Regions from separate parts of the Ovis aries genome. Here region 2 is linked to region 1. A link is a contact called in public Hi-C data. All regions are on one chromosome and are shown on one strand. Each heading gives the region's core, a stretch centred on a gene start, on an enhancer-like site or on the middle of the called end of the contact. The rest is flanking DNA. Distances are from core to core; before and after follow the strand shown. Region 1 overlaps LOC121819030 (a long non-coding RNA gene). Region 2 holds the start of PELI1 (pellino E3 ubiquitin protein ligase 1).

Region 1 (3,182 bases), core at 581-3,080:
CCCTTTATCTCTTACAGGCCAGATCCAAGGTGACTCCACCTGCCAACCTGTCATTGAGTTTTGAGCACTGGAGTGGGAATGGGGGGTGGAAGGAAGTTTTAAGCACCACAGATTTTTTTTTGGAGAATCAGAGTAAACAATACTTCCTAAATTTAGTGATCAAGTGGGCTAGGAGACTAGCCGGCAGATAAAGAGAAATATGGTGGACAGGTGAACCCTCCTGGTTCTTCTCTGCAAAGTCCCTGTACAGAACTCTGTAAGCGTCTATGTAAGCAGCCCTTAATCTGAACTGTATATGTCTGCCACTTGATTGAGGGCTTCCCAGATGGCTCAGTGGTAAAGAATCCACCTGCCAATGCAGGAGATGAAGGAGATGCAGCTTTAATCACTGAGTGGGGAAGATCCCTTGGAGGAGGAAATGGCACCCCACTCTTGTATTCTAGTATTCTTGCCTGGAAAATCCCATGGACAGAGAAGCCTGGAGGACTATAGTCCATGTGGTCGCAGAGTCAGATAGGACTTAGCGACTGAGCACACACATCACTTGCTCATGATTCTATGGGATGGGTGGATGGGTGGATGGATGGATGGGTGGATGGCTACTTTACTCTCAGTATTCATCCACTGCAGCAGACACGGTTAGTGCCTTGCTCATATGAACTCTGTACGCCGAAGGCTGCTTATTCCCCATACCTGCCTCTCTGTCTCTGAGAGCTTTTATCTGGCCAGTGGAGCACATTAGGCCTGATAGCCAGAAGAGGAGGGTTAATATCCTAGAAGTAGCCCTCAGTCTATGGTGGATGCGAACTTGGTGGATAACCAGCCCAGCTTCCTTGCATCTCAGTCAGGGTGACCGAGGCACGTCTGCATGGTTGCATGGCAACCCAGTTGCCCTCAGTGGTAATTGCTTGATAACAGATCCTCTATACCCTTTCTTTTCTTCCCTTCTACCTTCTCCATTGTCTTTCCAATGGTTCCTAGCATCACCTTCCAAATGAACTACTTACCCTTTAATATAATCCTTGTTTTAGAGCATGCTTCTGTGGGAACCAGAATTAAAACCTTCAACTTACTGATTGCTCTGATATATGACTGACCAGTCTCCAGGGGTCACCCTTAACTTTCTGCCTGCTTCCTAAAAACAAGAATAATCTAGTTGGAAGAAAAGTGACATTTACCCTCACTGGAATAATATTAAACTGTAAGGAAGTGCAAACTCACCAGATTTTATTGCCAAGTAACGTGCACAGCCACCCTTCCCCACCTTAGAGCACAGCCACTCCCTCCCTGACCAGAGGGACTCCCACAGGCTACTTGATCTCTGTTTGGTTTGCATTATTTAACCCATGCCTAATTGGAATAGTATTAAACTCATTCTTGATTAATTCTCTCTGGAAACTCTCATTAAGTGTTTAACAGAACTTCAGTTTTGTTACCAAAGCTGATCAGAATCTGTTATTTAAGGACTGAAAGGAGGACAAACGTACCCACAGCCCGTTTTCCTGGTCAACCTTCTTGGGCAACATGATTTTTCTCTCTCTAAGGCAGTCATGTTTGTTAAAGGAACAGTCCTTTTAGCTTTTCTCTGATTATTAAGTTTCTAAATTCTCTACAACTCCTCAGAAAACCTACGATAGTTTCAACAACACTGAGAGTGATGATTCTCTACCCTAGGTGGACACTGGAATCACCCAGGGAGTGTTTATTTCCAGGAATCTTGGAATCCATTCCAGACTAGTCAAAGAGCAGTGTCTGGGCAGTGCTGATTTTAATGTTCTCGCGCGGGGGGGGGGGGGGGGGGGGCCTAATGTACAGCCAGGGCTGAGAACTACTGACTGAATGCGCAGAGCTTCCAAAGCTATGAACACCAGCTGCCCCAGGAAATGCAGCCCTGGGCAAAGCAGGAAGAGCTCAAAGTGTCATAGATGGCAGCCCCAGCGGACAGCACAGGTTGTAACAATCCAGTCTCTGACTGTGTGGCCCCTCCTCGCTTCACTCCACCCTCCACTCACACTTCAGTCCCTGCACTTGAGCCAAGAGGCCTCAGGAAGCCTCTCATCAAGCCGCCCACATGCTAATGAGAAAACATCCGCCATCCACCAAGGCAATAACCTTTTGTTCCCATCACAGAGCAAAGAAGAACCTCCCCAAGGAGACTTCAAATCAGGAATTTTATTTTCTCATTTGAAAGTTGTGCAGTTGAGCCTCATGCATTTTCATTTCTCATGCATTTTCATTTCCCTATCTTCCAATCAGGGTAATTTGTGCTCCTGGCTGAACCTTCGGGTATTTTCTCAGCCTGGTGGATGTGGCTGACTTTATCCCTGGGGTGTCGTTCTAGAGAAGGAGTTCCTCATATTCCCAGAAACAAAGAAATCCAAAAAAGGAAAAAAAAAAAAAAAAAAAAAGAGGGAAAATGGAGCCTACAAGCTGTGACATCAGGCTACAACTGGCCTCTATGAAGCCTGGCGCTTAATGAGCTTGGGATCCCGGAGGACTTCTTCAAGCCTGATAATGCTCTCTCATAAAACTTTTTGAAGCCATGGCAATCACTGGGGACTCCAAGTCAAATGGTAACACAGTTTAATTAAGTGGGTGCATGAACTTTCTAAGATGTTTGTAGATTTTGGTGTGTACATGCATTTTTCTGAGGAGACAGTCTCAAACTCTCAAACAGGCCAGTGACCCCACGAAATTTAAGAATTAGCAATTTCATGATTCCTCCCTCTTTCCAAAGAACCCAAATGCAGATGTTCACTTGAGGGACCAATGCTGAAACTTTTCCACACCCTTGGCTTCCTCCCTCACTCCTTTAGCCTCCAGCAGCTCCGACAGTATGTCTCAGCGTGTGAATTCCTGATCTCAAGAAAGGAAATCTAAGGTCACAGACCTCCCAGAAGCAAAAGGTCAAGGGGACAAAGCGACCCAGCTCTAAGGTTCCAGCAGTCCTTCAGAATAAAGAACTGGCTTGGGTTCTCAGGTGGCTCAGAATGTTCCCAGCAAGTATTGTCTGAGACGAATGTTCCTCCTGAGGGCTGGATTAGTTAGAGAGAATAACCTCCCTCTCTTCTGCAAGTATATGTAATTATTTTTTCCCATGAATTCTTAAAAAAGCTTGAGAATGTGGTCATCTGTCACTGTTAGGCTTTCCCTGCATTGAAGGGGACATTAAAGAGCAGAGC
Region 2 (3,276 bases), core at 62-2,561, 170 kb after region 1:
CAAACACAAGGATCCTTGACCTTGAAACTCTCTACCTGAAAACCGCAGCTTTTCCTGTGTTTCTGATTTCTAAACGCTAGTCCTTTTCTTCCAGAGTATGGGGTTCTAGGTAGGCAGAGAAGGAAAACAAAAGATCTTGGGATAGGTTGCCTTTAGTTCTCTGGAATCCAGTAACATGTCCTGCCTTGCACCACCCTCGTCCACCATCTCTTCACACCTGGCTGTCCCACATGGGCGTAGACTTAGCTGACCAGCCCCAAAGCATACTCAGACCTTGGTTCAGACTTCTCTTATTGCCAACTGAAAGTTGGTCAATGTACGTACAGCAAACAATTTTCAACTTTCCACTTATCTTTTGAACTTCTACTTTATAAAATTTGTATTTCTTGAAAATCGTAGGCCTTAAAATTTAAGAAATTTTTTAACATGGATGAAGTAAGATACAGTGATCTTAACCTTGAGCTTTACCTTTGCTGGCCTTAAAGTTGGATGTGACTGCGTGAAGAAATGATGGGAATCTGACAGTGGTGATGCTCCTAACCCTTTTATAACGTAATTAATTAAGATATCGGAAGCAACTGGTGGCTCAGATGGTAAAGAATCTGCAATGCAGAAGCCTTGGGTTCCACCTCCGGGTCAGGAAGATCCCCTGGAGAAGGGACAGGCTACCCAATCCAGTATTCTTGCCTGGAGAATCCCAAGGAGCCTGAAGGGGGCTACAGTCCTTGGGGTCACAAAGAATCCGACATGACTGAACAACTAACACCTTTCTACAAGTCTTAGGTTAAACAACAAACAAACAAAGAACCTTAAATTTAAGGCAGAGAGGATACATTTGCGGGAAGGGAGGGAAATGGGTATTTGTGATCCTGAATTTATGGGATAAAATTAAGCAGCAGGGAAGACCGAGATATGGTGAGGAAGTCAGATTTCACTGGGCAGTTGGCGTGATGAGTCTAGAAGCTGGGGGTGGAGCGAAGTTAAAGGACTAGCCAAAAGTGGGATCCTTAACAGTACCATAACACAAGGAGGGCCTTGTTCAGTCAGCAGCCTCGCTTAACACGTTCCCTTCCTTAGTGTGTCGGTGACCATAGTAACAGTAGGGCCGAGCCTCCCTCCCGAGCATGCGCACTGCAGAGCGAACGCAGACGCGTCCTCAACAACAATGTACAGCTTTTTTCTTGAGGAGAACTACAACTCCCAAGAGACCGCTCGGCGCCGCCGCACCGCCTCCCTCTGTGGCCCTGCCCTGTCCCCTCCCTCCAGTCCCGCCCCCCCGCTAGTCCCCTCCCCTCCCTCCGAGCGTGGGTCAGAGACCCAGAGGCGGTGGAACCGTCGGGGGGCGCCGCCGCCGCCGCCGCCTCCAGCAGCAGCAGCAGCCTCGCCGCGCGTTCGGATTTGCCTCGAGCCCTCCTGGAGCGCATCACAAGGCGGATCCCGCGGCTCTTCCTCCGCCCGCGGCTTCTCCAGCGTTCGGCTCCGCGGCCAACTTCCCCTCGTTGGGCTCGGCCGGCTGGCGAACAAGGCGGCGGCGGAACGCCGGGCTGTCTGCTCGCGCTGCCCGCGCACGCACACTTCTCCCCCCTCGCTCCGTGTCTCGGGGCCGTGCTGGGAATTCCGGCCACCAGCAATTGTCCGGTGAGTGTGGCCGCAGGAGGGGTCGCGGCGGGGCCGCCGAGGGGTGCGGGCCAGGCAGGCGCGCAACTTCCTCAGCGGCTTACCGGGGCGGCCGGCCGGCCGGCTCTCCCCGCCCGCCTGCGCGCCCCCGCGCCGGAGGCGGCCGGGAGCGGAGTTTGCGGCGCCGGCATCCCGCGCCCTCGCAGGAGGAAGCGCCTTTGTCAGGAGCCTGCCCGGCGCGCCCTCCCCCTCTGCCTGGGAGCGGGCGCGAGGGTGGCCAAGTCCGAGCCCCGCGCCCGGGGTAGGGTCGCCAGCTGCCGGAGGGGAGCTCCGCGGGGGCTGGGAGCGAGACCGAAACCAAAGGGAAACAAAAGGGGTGGTGGGCTTTTCTTTTGTTTGTGCGAAACTGATAACTTCTTTTTCCTTTCCTTACATAACACAGACTTCCAAGTTAGTCATTCTTTTTATTATGATTATTGTCATCATCTCTGCGTGTCCCTCGCGTTTCCTTTCATCTCTGGATCACAGAGCACTTAAAAACATTAATTAATTACACCTCCGGGGCCCCGACGAAACAAGTTAATAAGCCCGTTTCTGTAAGTGGGTAAACTGAGGTTCAGAAGAGCTTGCTCCTCCACCGCACCTGGTGTCTGAAGACCTGAAAGCATTTATGAGTAAGAACTCGTTCTCCAGTGCCCCGTGGAAAAGTTAAAGATGTTCCTTTTACGTATAGGCTAACTAAAGTCTAAAAGAGGTCGGGGTACTTGTTAGGTAGTTCAAACCATAACTCTTCTTACATAGTGTTTGAATTTTAAAACCTCAAAAGTCTCTTGAAAAATGCCCGGAGTGGGGAAAATACTGTGATCATAAACTCACCCATCTAGTTTTGGTTTTTGTACATGTAGGTTTCTTACAAGGCAGACTAGCAGGGATGGGGGATGGGGGTGGGAGGACAGACTTTTTAACGTAGGCTTCACAGATTTTAATCACTGCACACAAGGAAATGTGTCTTGGTTTTAATAGCACCAACAGCTTTCCCATCGTTTAGTCATCAGATAATTGAGTGAGCGCTTTATCCATAAGGTGCTGGTTGTGCCAAGAACTGAAGCTTTAAATATACGAAAAGGTCATCTATTTGTTTTGGTTCAAAGACGGTGTACTTCTCTTAGTCTGCAGAATGTTATTTTTTCACAGCAGCTGATCTTTTGTTTAAGAACTGGCTTTGTCTTTTTCTACATTGTGTATGTGTTACCTTAATTGAGCAGAAAGATTAGAGTGTTTTTGTTGTTATTTACTTTTCATAGTAGTGTGAATTTAAATTTTTGAATTGTGGAGAAGGTTCAGTTTCTCCAGTTCTGGTTTCAGTTTATGGCGTTTTCTTTGTAACTAACAAAGAGAAAATGTTTTCTCAGAGTGATCAGATTTATATCTTTCAAAACATTGTCCGTCTTGTACAAATACAGCATATAAATCCCTTATGTTTTTTACTCGCACCAACAACCTCTTGTGGAGGAAGATAATTCTGAAGACAAGTTTATTTTGGTAGTTGACCCAAACTAGAAGGTAGTGCAAATTTAAATCAAGCATCATTTCTACTAGTTATTTCCTGAGGTGAATAATGATCAGAACTGTAATAACAAGACTTTTTCTTATCTGCAA

The links. A called contact is a pair of places that touch in the nucleus more often than the background predicts.
Region 2: a Hi-C map of tail adipose tissue shows a contact between it and region 1, with 2.5 times the contacts expected there. The contact joins the promoter of PELI1 here to the enhancer-like site in region 1. A contact is called at or near these places in 4 of 16 Hi-C or Micro-C datasets (hypothalamus, muscle, omental adipose tissue and 1 more).

The regions. Positions count from the first base shown.
Region 1 is chr3:43,978,376-43,981,557 of ARS-UI_Ramb_v3.0, forward strand. LOC121819030 (a long non-coding RNA gene) reads right to left here. Exons shown (of 4, transcript XR_009599813.1): 4 at 2,155-3,182. LOC114113914 (a long non-coding RNA gene) reads left to right here. Exons shown (of 4, transcript XR_006059157.2): 4 at 18-109. Among named protein-coding and RNA genes, the nearest start is that of LGALSL, 120 kb to the left of the region's middle. Within about 2 kb of position 1,831, at least 2 of the 54 cell types and tissues checked have an H3K27ac peak or open chromatin away from gene starts, as enhancers often do.
Region 2 is chr3:44,147,149-44,150,424 of ARS-UI_Ramb_v3.0, forward strand. PELI1 (pellino E3 ubiquitin protein ligase 1) reads left to right here and starts at 1,312. Exons shown (of 9, transcript XM_060412042.1): 1 at 1,312-1,638.